2 separate regions of the Urocitellus parryii genome follow, and region 1 is linked to region 2. A link is a contact called in public Hi-C data. All regions are on one chromosome and are shown on one strand. Each heading gives the region's core, a stretch centred on a gene start, on an enhancer-like site or on the middle of the called end of the contact. The rest is flanking DNA. Distances are from core to core; before and after follow the strand shown. Region 1 holds the start of Hibch (3-hydroxyisobutyryl-CoA hydrolase). Region 2 holds the start of Pms1 (PMS1 homolog 1, mismatch repair system component).

The links. A called contact is a pair of places that touch in the nucleus more often than the background predicts.
Region 1: a Hi-C map of muscle shows a contact between it and region 2, with 4 times the contacts expected there. The contact joins the promoter of Hibch here to the promoter of Pms1 in region 2. A contact is called at or near these places in 2 of 2 Hi-C or Micro-C datasets (liver and muscle).

What each region holds. Positions count from the first base shown.
Region 1 is chr1:240,714,330-240,720,895 of mUroPar1.hap1, forward strand. Hibch (3-hydroxyisobutyryl-CoA hydrolase) reads right to left here and starts at 1,575. Exons shown (of 14, transcript XM_026389056.2): 1 at 1,381-1,575. The coding sequence starts at 1,415.
Region 2 is chr1:240,312,987-240,319,366 of mUroPar1.hap1, forward strand. Pms1 (PMS1 homolog 1, mismatch repair system component) reads left to right here and starts at 1,573. Exons shown (of 13, transcript XM_026389060.2): 1 at 1,573-1,659. It overlaps Ormdl1 (ORMDL sphingolipid biosynthesis regulator 1), which reads right to left and starts at 1,458. Exons shown (of 5, transcript XM_077803035.1): 1 at 1,355-1,458.

The DNA.
Region 1 (6,566 bases), core at 325-2,824, 400 kb after region 2:
GGGAATAAACCCAAGATTGTTAAGGTCTGTAAACAAGTCAAAATAACACCTGGTATTTTGCCAGGGGAATGTTAGAGCTAGTAAACAAGTCTGGATGGTGCCTGGCAAAATGCCAGAGGGAGTGGTTTGTGAAGTAACAAAAGCGAGCCATTAAGTGTGGAGATTCCTTATTGGTTGACTGATGTATCTAGTTTATGCTAATTAAGATAAGCTGTGCAAAATGTATAAATACCTCTGTTGTCCTACAATACCTGGCTCCTACTCCTGCTGTATCAATGTACACAAGTTATTCGTCACACCCCCCCCCCCCTTATTTTGCTGCAGCCTGGACTCCGGCTCAAGATGAACAGTGGGAACATATTCTTACCCAACTAAGTTAAGGTCAATAAACGTGTCTTGTTTATCAAATAATTTGGTATTTGCTTACATCAAAAAAGCAGAGGCAATGAAATATGTACTGATATTCTTAGTATTTACTAAGTTTCTCCATGAGGTGATGAGAAGTACAGGGAGGAATTTTAAGATACCAAGAAAACAAAATGTGACTCTTCAAAGCCTAACAAACATTTGAGAATCAGGTCAATGGATACAATGTCAGACCAAAAGACACTTTTTACTGAAACAATAACTATTCTTCAAAGAAACGCTATGAATCCCTTTGCAGAAACTCCCTAAAGCAAATTCTTAAGCAGAAATAACTTGTGGAGGAAATAATAAATCCCCCTTCAAGGAGGCACAGCTGCTACGTGGTATTATTTAAGGGCAGGCAGTAGGCCTTAAAACTGATGCAGCCTAATTTCCTATCATTAAAATGATTGCTTCCACAGTTGCTGTGCTGAGCCCAACCTGCAGTGAAGAGCACTTTTAAAAAGTTAACGTCTTCACACATTCCCCACTAAGTCACGTCAAATATCCTCAACACTATTCCCTAAGTTCCAGACCCCTATAACAACGCTGGAATTATCTAATAAAGCCAACCAAGGCACACACCACCAGCACAGGTGTAACAACTAGCAAAGCACCTCTGTTAGCTGCATAAAACGTGACACATGTTAATTTACTCTAACTTAAACCCCTACATGACCCAAAACTGTACCCCACCTTTAATAAATGAAAGAAATAGAGGCCAAAAGAAAAAAACGCCGTGGCTTATGATTTAGGAGCCAGTGACAGAAAATGGAGGTAATGCTGCAAAGATGTTGCTGAAGGAAGAGAAGCGGAAAGCTGGGCAGAGGGCGTGGGGGCATCAGAGCATGCAAGCCGGGTTTGAAGGCTGTGCCTACAAGTGGGACTCGAAACTTGGAAGCCAAACAGTCGGCCACCCATGACCCTTTTCTCACCTGGGCGAGAGTAGGTAATGAGCCTGCCCTTGGCACTTACCTCGACATTAGCCTCCACACGTTCTGCTGTCGCATCGCCAAAAAAATCCGGAGCTAAAGCAGCTAGAAAGATGCACAGGATTTGCGCCTCACGACAGACCTGAACAGTCCCACGCCGCGCGACACAGAGGACAAGTCCTCCAAGATGCCAGAGCGGCCCACGGCGTCTCTTCCTCTACGCTATGCTGAGGGGCGGGGCAAGAGCAACCACAGGAGGAAATGGATTGAGCGACGGGCTGGGGCGGGGCCAGGGCCGTGGGCGGGGCCAAAGCGAAAGCAGAGAGAAAGAGCTGAGGAGCGCTGTGGGAGAGAGGCTAGAGTTGACTCTGTCGGATTGGCAGGAAAGAAGATTGCCCTCCAGAGGCGGTCTTGGGAAAAGCCCAAACAGTCTTGGCCAGCTGGGATTGATGTCAATGACTTTTCTGAAATTTTAATGATTTTAAATTAAAAATGTTATTTAATATTCTTTGAGAATAAAGCAGATGAAATATCGATGTAGCTTATTTGTAACCCAATATAGTTGAAATCCTTTCATGCTAGAATTGGAACATTTGCAATTTTCTTGGGATAAATTATACATCCCCCCATCTTTCTCAATGACAGACAAGAAAATCTGATTCAGAGGTGATAGGTCAGGAGCGGTGGCACGCCCCTGTAACCCCAGTGGCTGGGAAGGCTGAGTCTGGAGGATAAAGAGTTCAAAGCCAGACTCAGCAACTTAATGAGGCCCTAAGCAACTTTGAAAGGCAAGGGATGCTATGGATGTGTCTCGGTGGTTAAGAGCCTCTGGGTTCAATCCCTGGTACAAAAAAAAAAAAAAAGGATATTTATGATGTCCTCATTAACTAAACTAAAAATATTACTTTATCAGCGAAAGATTAATTATATTCAAAAAGTAACTTAAAACAAGATTTAACTAAACCACTAGAATACACTGTAGAGTTGCTCTCAGATCCACCCAAAAGTCTAGCAGCCAACATTTCATCACCAATCAAGTATTTGTATTTATGAGAAATAAAAAATTCAGTGAAGAGTTTAAGAGGGGAAATTAAAGGAGTTTTGTTTCTTCAGTGCTGGGGATTGAAGCCTCGGCAAACTCTACTACTCCCACGTTCTCCACAAACTCTACGATTCAGACACTTCCAAGATTAGGTTATAAAAGACACTGTGGCTTCTGCATTGGTGGTCCTCTCTCTAGGATCCCTAGCCCTGGAGGAAGCCAGTAGTTAAACTGTAAGCAGTTCTCTGGAAAGGCCCAGGTGGCAAGGACTTGAGGCTTGCCAGTGTCATGAGTTTGGAAGTGGTCCCTCCCCTCCCAGGTGAATATTTAGATAACTGCAATCCCAGCTACCAGTTTGCAGCCTCATGAGAAGCTGAGCCAGAACACCTGGCTAAGCCTCTCCCTGGCTTACACAACCTGTGGAAATAATGTTTATTGATTTATAAATTTGGAGGTAATGTGTTACAGTAATTGACGATTGCATATCAAACAATAATAAAAAGAAAATCAAACCTAAAAATAGGCAATAAAATTGAATAGGTACTTTTACAAAAGAAAGTAGTAAACATGAAAAAGTGCTCAACATCTTAGACACTAGGAAAATGAAATGAAAACCACAACTTGACAACACTCTACATATACTAGCACGACTAAAATTAAAAAGATTTCAAAGGGGCTGGGGTTGTGGCTCAGTGGTAGAGCACTTGCCTGGCATGTGTGAGGCACTGGGTTTGATCCTCAGTACCATATAAAAATAAACAAAATAAAGGTATTCTTTCCATCTACAACTAAAAAAAAATCACAAAATGATGATGAGTATATGGAGAAACCTGAATTATTTTTTTAAAGGCAGATATAATTAACATACCATATAATTCATCCATTTAAAGTATACTATTAAGTGTAATCAGTCCCATCACTAGCACACTTTCTCAAATGGTAAAACAGTTTCCATCTGGCCCAACAATGCCACTCATAGGCATATGCCTAAGAGAAAGGAAAACAGAGCCCACATAAAAACTTGTACATGGTTAATCACAGCATCACTATTTTTAATAGCCAGAAAGTGGAAACAATCTTGTCCACGCACTGACAAAGAGATATTTTTAAAAAAGTTGTACATCCATACAATGAAGTATTATTGAACAAGAAAAAGAAATGAAGTACTGATACGTGTTACCACATGAATGAGTTATGCTGAGTGGAAGAAGCTGGTTACAAAGACCACATGTTATATAATTCCATTTATGAGTGTCTATATAAGCAAATATGTAGACAGAAAGCACACCAGGGGTTACCCAGGAAATGGAGGACTAGGGGTACAGCTAAAATTACAGACTTTCTTTGTGGAATAATAAAAATATTTTGAAATTCATAGTGATGCTAGAGCCAGGACTGATTACATAATTTGCTGGCCTAGTGCAAAATGAAAATGAAAATGTGGGGTCCTTTATTAAAAAATTAACAGTAGAACATTAAACCAAGCAAGGGACCTTGTGAGACACAGGTAGCATTGTGAGACACAGAAGCTAGAGGGACAAGAAAACTTTGAATCTCAGGTCATAAAACAGGAAATCCATGTCTTGCTAGTATACTATGCTGGATAAGATGACCCATTCATTTTTGTGACCAAGTAAGGAAGCAAGATGATGGTGATTGCCTGTAGCTAGAGACTGTCGTGCCATAACTACTGCTTATTTCATTAAAAAAATCACCCCTGGGTTAGCATGGAAGGGAATGAATACCAGGAGGCAAAGATCTTTAAGGATTGTTTGAAGCTGGCTATCAACTTGATTTCTTTTTAATTGCCAAATAGTCATCAAAGCATATCTATTTTTTCTTTGACATATTTCTCAGATTTGCCCTATTCTTTCAACTCCTCACTGCTACCATTCTAGTACCCATGTTGAACTCATTCCAGATCTAACTTATCTTCTCCCCCAACCATGACACCCTTAAATTCATTCTTATATAACTGACAACAAATCTTCCTAAGGTACCATTTTTTATTATTCTGAAAATAAACAATCTCACATTTATCGATAGCTATGCTGTTCAATGCTTATACAAGGCTATTGAGCTATTGAAATGCAGCTATTGAAGAACTGAAGTTCTTAAAATTTAAATTAAAACACTAAAGTAGTCTAAAATTTTATGTTTAATATATGATAAAATTACAGTATTTGGATACTCTGAATTAGAGAAACTACATTGTTAAAAATTAACTTCACCTGTTTCTTTGCACATTTTTAATGTGGCCACTGGAAATTTTTAAATTATACACATGACTTACATTGCATCTATATTAGGCAACAGTTGTCTATAATATTCAGTTCAAACTGACTGAATTTTGAGGTAACAAAACTGTGATCCACCTTACAACTTTCCAACCTTTTTTTCCTGTTTACTTGCTCCAATTACAGTCACACATATCCTGTATGTCACTGAGCACATGATATTAATGTTCTGCCTTTGTGCCTTAACTCATACCACAAAGCCATTCATTCTCTTTTTATCTTCTTCTAAACTTTCTTCATTCCAAAGGCTTAAGTCTAATCTTCCTGCAATAATCTTTTATTCAACTTGTACTGAACTTGCCTTTCCTGAATTCAAACTACACTTCAAATCAATACCACAATTCATCACTTATTTCTTCCCTAATTCTTTGCTGAATGCTAATTTTCTCATACAAGCAAACTGTGCATTCCTTGAGGATAGGAACTCTTAATATTTTGTCTGAATCTTTTAAAAACCTATCACTGGGATATGGTAAGTAGTCTTGCAAATTTGGTATTCTAATTAACCACAAAGGAAATTTTATGTATAAATAACTCTAATATTTTGTATGGTATGGAAATAACTCTCATAGGCTGGCCTTGGTATTAAAAATAAGGTTGCAAATTTTATTTGTCAAAATGCAAGTACTCCTTGAATTAATTCTACAACATGTCAAATATTATCCAGAACCAACTCCAGGACTGAAGGTCAGAAAAGGGGTTCTCTCCTACTTTCCCCCATTGGAAATCAATGATTGGAAACCAGTGAAGAGCCCTGGAGAGCCTGCCAGTCACCATCATTGAATTAGGCATCCTCAACACACCCATCCCTGCCCTTTCCCTCAAGCTCCTCTGCAGATCAAGGATGTCTGCCAAAGCCAGAAATTAGATGCTTATTCTGTCATAAAAACCCACTCTTTTTTAAAAAATTTTTTAGTTGTAAACAGATACAACTCCTTCATTTTTTTAATTTATTTGTTTTTATGTGGTGCTGAGGATCAAACCCAATGCCTCACACATGCTAGGCAAGCACTCTACCACTAAGCTACAACCGCAGCCCCACCAAAACCCACTTCTGAAAGAAGCTTCAGGGCCTACCCTTTCTTAACTGTAACCTGCCTGGGGTTGTCTTACCTGCTCAGCTCTATCTTGATTTCTTACTCATAGTTTAAGTAGGAAGTCTCAAATGTTAACCTTCTACCCCTTTCTAAAAAACTTTTGAAAATGTACTGAAACCTGATTTTTCCCCTTTCTTTTCACTGTTTCCCAAAATTTGCAAAGTGGTCATTTGGGAAAACAGCAATTTTTTTTTTTTGGGGGGGGGGTGGATGGAGGTGGGGTGTTAGGGATTAAACTCAGGGGCACTTTGACCACTGAGCCACACCCCCAGCCCTATTTTATATTTTATTTAGAGACAGAGTCTCACTGAGTTACTTAGCACCAGCATTGCTGCTGCTGGCTTTGAAGTCACTATCCTCCTCCCTCCGCCTCCCCAGTCACTGAAATTACAGGCGTATGCCATCACACCTGGCTGGAAACAGCATTTTTGATTACAATGTTCTTTGCCAAGCCACAGAGCAAATTCCTGACCTACAATGATCATTAATTCTAACTCAAGGCTGTGAGTGTGATGGTCTCAGTGTACCTCTTAGGCCAAGGCTGACCGCAGGATGCCCAGATGGGAAATACCTGCATGAAATTTCATGTGTCTTTAAAACAAGGGGATCTGGGTCATTTGATTAGAGTCCAAGAAGTAAGGACATTTCACAGCTCTTAAAGACAAGAATTATAGAAAAGATACCTTGTTTCAGTGACTAGACAACAATGTTGATCTCAATTTATTGATATAACCCTCTTATATGTCACAGGATGGGTGGTATGGAATACTGTGGTACCTGTGACACAATATCA
Region 2 (6,380 bases), core at 323-2,822:
AAATAATGGACAGGAAAACTCAAACTTAAAAGAGAAATGTCTATTTTTTTTTTTACATTATGAGCGCAGTTAAGTCATGAGCTAAATTTACCAACAGAATAAACATTAAAAAAAAAAAAGGGGGGGGGAGGGAAGAACCGACCGTCGCCAGTCTGTTCTGAGTAGTGAGATGCTTATATCTAATGTAATGTTGTACCCATACAATAGTCAAAGAGTTCAAAGTACTCCTTTTTGAGTACTGAACCTGGAAAGAACATGTTGATATAATGTGTAAAATTTATGTGGTCAGGGATAGGTTTGTTTCTCAATTTTGTGACACACTAGATTAAAAAAAGCAATAAATCTTTCTTCGAATATTTCAATAACTCTAAAACTTTAGTTTTTCTTCCTTTTTTGAAAGTTTTCCCTTCCTCTTTTATATTCAAAATAAACACCAAAGTAAGAAATGACAGTAGCCCTCAGTCATTTTAATTATAATGTTTACTTAGGTCTAAGAATTCCTTAAACAATATCAAATTGTCCTAAAGAATATCTATTAGAAGTCTAAGAAGGGGGGAAATGGGGTTAGATTACATTTTAAGAACCCCCCATTAAAAATATACATTGACTCTTTTTTACTACAGAGCTAGCAAAGAGGAATTTTTTCATAACCATATCCCAGCAAGTGTTTCCGGAATATAATGTCCTTTTACCCTGTCAAGATCTATGGAATAGGCATCAGGCTTAAGGTGATGAAAGTTAGTTACAATAAGACAAAAGTTAGTTTTGTGTGTAAATATTTCTTCTACTATAAAAACCCATCATTTATGGTACCTTATTTTTACATTTTACAAATTGTACTTAGAACATGACTTAAGATAGTTTTCCCAATTTCCACACTGTCTTCGCAAACAATTTTCAAAGAAGGCCTAAAATTCACATGTCAGCCGCAGGCAAAGCTGGGGTGGTACTGATCCTACTTCAGTTCGGAAACCATTCCCAGCAGGTGTGCCGCAGACAATGACTTCTCAGACAGTGAAGAGACTCTCAGCTCTGCCCTCGCCCAGGCCTTTGGCGAGGGCGACCCGCAGCGGCCCGCACTGGGAACTCCCCAGCCTACCAGACCGCCCCGGGAAGCCTCCAGGGGGGTGGAAACCCCCACCCTGACCTTCGTTGTCGCGTCGTACCTCCTGTCACGGCCGTGGCACAACAGCGAGGGTTTGAGGGAGAGTACCTACGGCCGCTTAGCCGGCAGGGCCGGGCAGAGCGCCCCGGGTGCAGCCCGGGCCCCTCTCCACGAAGTAGATTCTGGGCCTCCAGAAGCTCGCTCCTAGCCAAGACAGCAGCACAGTCCCACGCACTGGTATCCACTTACCCGCCGACCGGTTCCCGGCGGCCGGCACGGCGCTAGAGCAACCCAGCGGCAACCTCAGCTTACGCTCACGCTACGAAAGCCAAGTCTGCCCTAGCGCGGCGCCCCGCGTGCCGACGCCGTCCTAGCGCACTCACCGCCAGGGGATTGGCCGCCAACAGCGCCAGTCCCGCCTCCTCGGGCAAGGCGGGACCAAGAGGCGCGCGGTTCCCTTCCCACAGCGCGCGTGCGCTAAGGGCTAGCGGGGCAACTCAAGCGGCTGGGCCTGGGTTCCGCGAGGGACGCTGGCTGCTTGCCGCTGGTGGATGGTAATTGCCTACCTTGCGCGAGCTGGAAGACAGTGTCTTGTGCCTAATAGGCATTAGTTCTGATATGCTGGTAGGCTCGACAGTTCCCTCTCCCTCGACTTGTCTTAGTCGGAGCGTGAGCGCTGCAGGCCGCGGTGGGCGCCTCCTCCAGGGGCGGGAAGTGGGTGTAGCGGAGCTGCGGAGCGCGCACACGTGCGGAGCTGGGTGCCTCAGTGCCTTGCTTTGAATTTTGTTGTAGTGCATTTCCCAAACCTTCTTGGGTACAGGTTTTTATAAGTTGTTTCCTAGCAGAAAATTTAATCCACCACAGCCGTAACTAGTCTTGCAAGCGAGTGTGACGTATTATAACGTAATTTGGTGACCTGCAAGGGGTACAGGTAAAGTCTTCATTTAATCCTTATTTTTGCCGATGTCTTTCGGCGTTTATCTCTATTGAGAACGGGCACCAGTGTTACATCCTGAGAAAATGTGGATACCAAAAACTGATCTTATTTGAGGAGTGAGAGGAAACATGATTAGTTTTTGGAATCGTCTTTGAAATCAAATTTCCTTTACCTTCGCAGTATGTAAAGCTTGTGATTTTCGTTGCTGAAATATTTCAGAGTTGATTTTGGAGAACGTTGGTTATCTATATGTAAATATTTTGTATTTCTGTTGGTTCTGTGAAAACAATTGGGTTAGATTTATTTTGTTCTTTAAATAATTTGTGTTCTCCTTAAAATCTGTGAATTCTCTGATCTCTACTTCTCTTTCTGTAGTCCTTAACTGACTTTCCTGGTCCTCAGCTCTTTATGAATATTCAGTTTTCCTCTCAACACAAATGAAAGACTGACTATCCTGACATTCTCAGACATTCTATTCTATCTATGCTGTGACTTGGAAGCCTGACACCAACCCTTCTACTTTTAAGAAGAGGTCATTTGATACTCATGGTAGAATGCTACATTCTAGGGACAAGTGATTATAAAAACTACATCCTTAAAGCACTCTGAACCTGGAGGAAGGGACAAACAAATAGAATAATTTGGGATGAGTTTGGGTTAAAAATAAAGAAAAGGTATTACAGAGGAAGGAATGTCTAATTTACTGGTGATTGAAGGGAGTAGGAGTTGGAACAGGAGAGAAAGGCTTTCTTGAGGATACTTAACCCAAATCTGCAAGGCTGATTATCCTCTTAGGAAGAAGCAACCCTGTGAGCTAAAGGAGTGAGTTTACCATGTTTAGAAGAGACAAATTGTGTAGGAGGACTGGCCTTGGGAATGGTGGGATGAGATAAGAAAGGTAGATAAAGATCCAGTTATTAGGAGTTTGGATTTAATCTAGTTAGTGGTTGGAAATCTTATAAAAATTTTAAGGTAGCAATGTGATGAAATTTAAATGAAAAAATAAATAATGGAAGGTTGATATTTGAGTCACAGTATTAATTAGGTGACAACTATAGTAAGTCAGAGGAGAAATGTTGAGCTGGTGAACAGTCAGTATGCAGAAGATTATTTTGAGAAATATTTAGAAAGTAGGATAGATAGGACTGGATGCCAGGTGGTAGAGGGTGAGAATTGCTATGATGTCTTTTTTTTTTTTTTAAGAGAGAGTGAGAGAGGGGGAGAGAGAGAGAATTTTAATATTTATTTTTTAGTTATAGGCGGACACAACATCCTTGTTTGTATGTGGTGCTGAGGATCGAACCCAGGCCGCACGCATGCCAGGCGAGCGTGCTACCGCTTGAGCCACATCCCCAGCCCCTGCTATGATGTCTTTAATTTCTAAATTTTGTTTTGTGTGTCTGGATGGAAAGTCTACAGTGGAACTGTCCTTTGAAGTCAAACATGCCAGAGTGTCCATCTGCCTTGGACACTCTGGCATATAATAGTGGTGTGATCTTTAGCAATATATCAAGCGTTTAAGTCTCATTTGTAATGGAAGAATAATAATATATGAGGGTATATTGTGAGGATTAAGTGAAATAATGTATATGAAGTTTTTATGTTAGCTCTTCTTATTATTACAAACAAAATATAGAAAGAAAGTTCATTAGAGAAAGATTATGAGATTGTTTGGGGGCATAATAAGTTTAGGTTGCCTCCAGATCATCTAAATGATGGTATTTAAAAAGTAGGTGAATCAGCCCTGGAGTCCAGAAAAAAAAAAAATTGTTAGACGTTTGGGTGGATCAGGGAATAACATGGAGCCAGTTTAAAATTAAGTATGAGGTGTAAGCTCACTAGTGGATCACTTGTATGGTATGCACAAGACCCTCGGTTTGATCCCCAGCACCACAAAAAAAGAAAAAGTAAATAAAATCAAGCATATCTAGGGAAGGAAATGGTGACTTGATGGGAAGGGGGACACCATTTTAATGTTTATATTGGTCTAGGAAAAATGCTGATAAAATTACTTTCTTAGGTCTTTGGGATTTTCAAACTAAGGTAGAAGATTTTTTAACCCAATTCTAAATGATTAGCCACCACATTACACAGTGTAGCTCTATACTCTTAGACTTGGGGCCATTTTAAAGCTTTGGAAGAGGAGAGAAAGTGCCTTTTGTTTTGGATAGCACTAATTTGTGTGAATGTTATGATAATGGAGCTGCCTAATTGTCCAGTGTTTGTCCACCAGATGACTAACTAAGCTTCCAACCCTGGAGAGCCACAAAAGATCATTGAGAAGTAGCTATTCATAGCTGCTTCTCTTAAAACTGTGTTCTCCAAAACTAAATCAAATATATAGATTAATTAGAGAGTAATTGTTAGTATTAAAAAATGCCAGCATTTCTTTACATAATGATCTCTTGTCATAATACTGTACATTTTAAGCCCTTACCATTTTATATATGCTTTCTAATTTGATCCTTACAATAAGTCATGAGGCGTTATCTCTCTTTTTACAAATGAATTATTTTTACAGAGGAATTTAAGTGATTTGCTTCTGTTGATATGTAAGAAGATGAACCCCAAGACCTATTTGTTTTTTTGCTCTTTGTCTTCGGTCTGTTAGTTTTTCTGCTGTGCCAATTAGTATTGCCTTATGTTTGTAAAATATACTTATGAATTTGACTATTTAACATCCTCAAAACCCAGTATGTTACCTTTTTTCCCAGAAATACTTCTCTTAAAATCTTGCTGTTATAATGCCTATACTCCATTTTTTGTTGAGTTACTGATACTTATTTTACATTCTTCCTTTATGTGGCTTATTTATCTTACATTGCCTGAGAAGGAATTTTAAATGGATTTTTTTTTCATTGCTATTTTGTTTGGAACTAGATTCCTTAGAATCAAATCATCATATGAGCATGTATCTAGTCATGCTAAATTAAGAAAATACTAGGGTTCCTTCACCTCCTTTTTTTTTTATCTAAAAAAAATCTTAACTCTTTGGAGAAGTTGGATGTTGTCAAGCTAGTATTTATTTTCCCATTTTTTTTCTGAAATTAGCAGTAAGGCAGGAGCAAAGCTCCCTCCCTGCATGTTTTAACTATGGAATTTCCATTAAAGATTTTTGAGGTGTTTTGTTTGTTTGAGCAAAGGGTTTTATAGCTAAAACATGGATCTACATGTAGTGTCAGCATATAATGGATCTTGAATTCCAACACAAGATTTGAGCTTTATCTCTTATCAGCTTTGTGCTGCCAAATGATTAGAATGATGTTTTAGGCAGAGTAGTATGGAGGGTAGTTATCTGACATATATGGGATCTGACTAGTTCAGATTAATGGTAATCCTAGACAGCCTAACTCCAAAAAAGCTCACTGGTTAAAAAGGCATTAACTCTTTAACATATATGGGTGAGAAATCATGTTTAAATTAAACTGCTGTTAAGCTATGTGATTGACTATAATTCTCACATTGCAAAGTGACAGGACCACTTACTCATTTCTAGCCAGGCAGATCATACTCATTATAGCACAATTGCTGTTCTCTTTCTTCATTTATTACCTATTGTGATTTACCAAATATTTACATTTAAGAAATCTAACACATTTGTCTCCATGATTCCAATTTTCTTTTTAACCTCTGTCAACCTAAAACACAAAACAAAACAAACAAACAAGCAAACAAAAAAACAGTAACAACAACAAAAAGACCCAGTGATTCTCTAATATTTATTTGGGAATAGCATTGCCAAATTTATATTCATATGGGAATAGTGGTAATAGCAGAGAAAAAGAGAAATGTAGATAGCAATTACAGCAACACAAAATGCTGGGAAAAATAAGAAAAACAGTTTGCTCATAATGTGGATTTTTTTTTTTTTTTATCCATGCGTTGCAAAAATTACATGAAGATTTTAAACAGCTCTTCGAGCAGGTATTTGTGAGTTAGAATAGAAAGCAGCAGTGAGGGAAAGAGCACAGGGACCTTTTTATTCCCCATGCCAGTAAGAAATTATGAACTTATAATAAAAGTATAATAGGCCTGTCTTGTCTTTTATTTAGGATAAGGGGTCAATTTTGCCCTATTGTATATGTCTATATCTATGACTATCTATGTTTCAATGTATATCTGTCTGTATCTGATCATGTACATAGGTATCCATAGGGGTAAATATATAGAAAGCAGATGTAGGATTATTTTAATCAAAGATTAAATAGCATTTCTTATTTCCTTTCAGAATAGTCAAGCAGCCCGAGAAATAATAGGAAAAAAAAGGCAAAGGGATTTCAGTTAATACTGCATTTTCATGATCCATTAGTATTTATTTCTATAAGAAACAATGTAAAA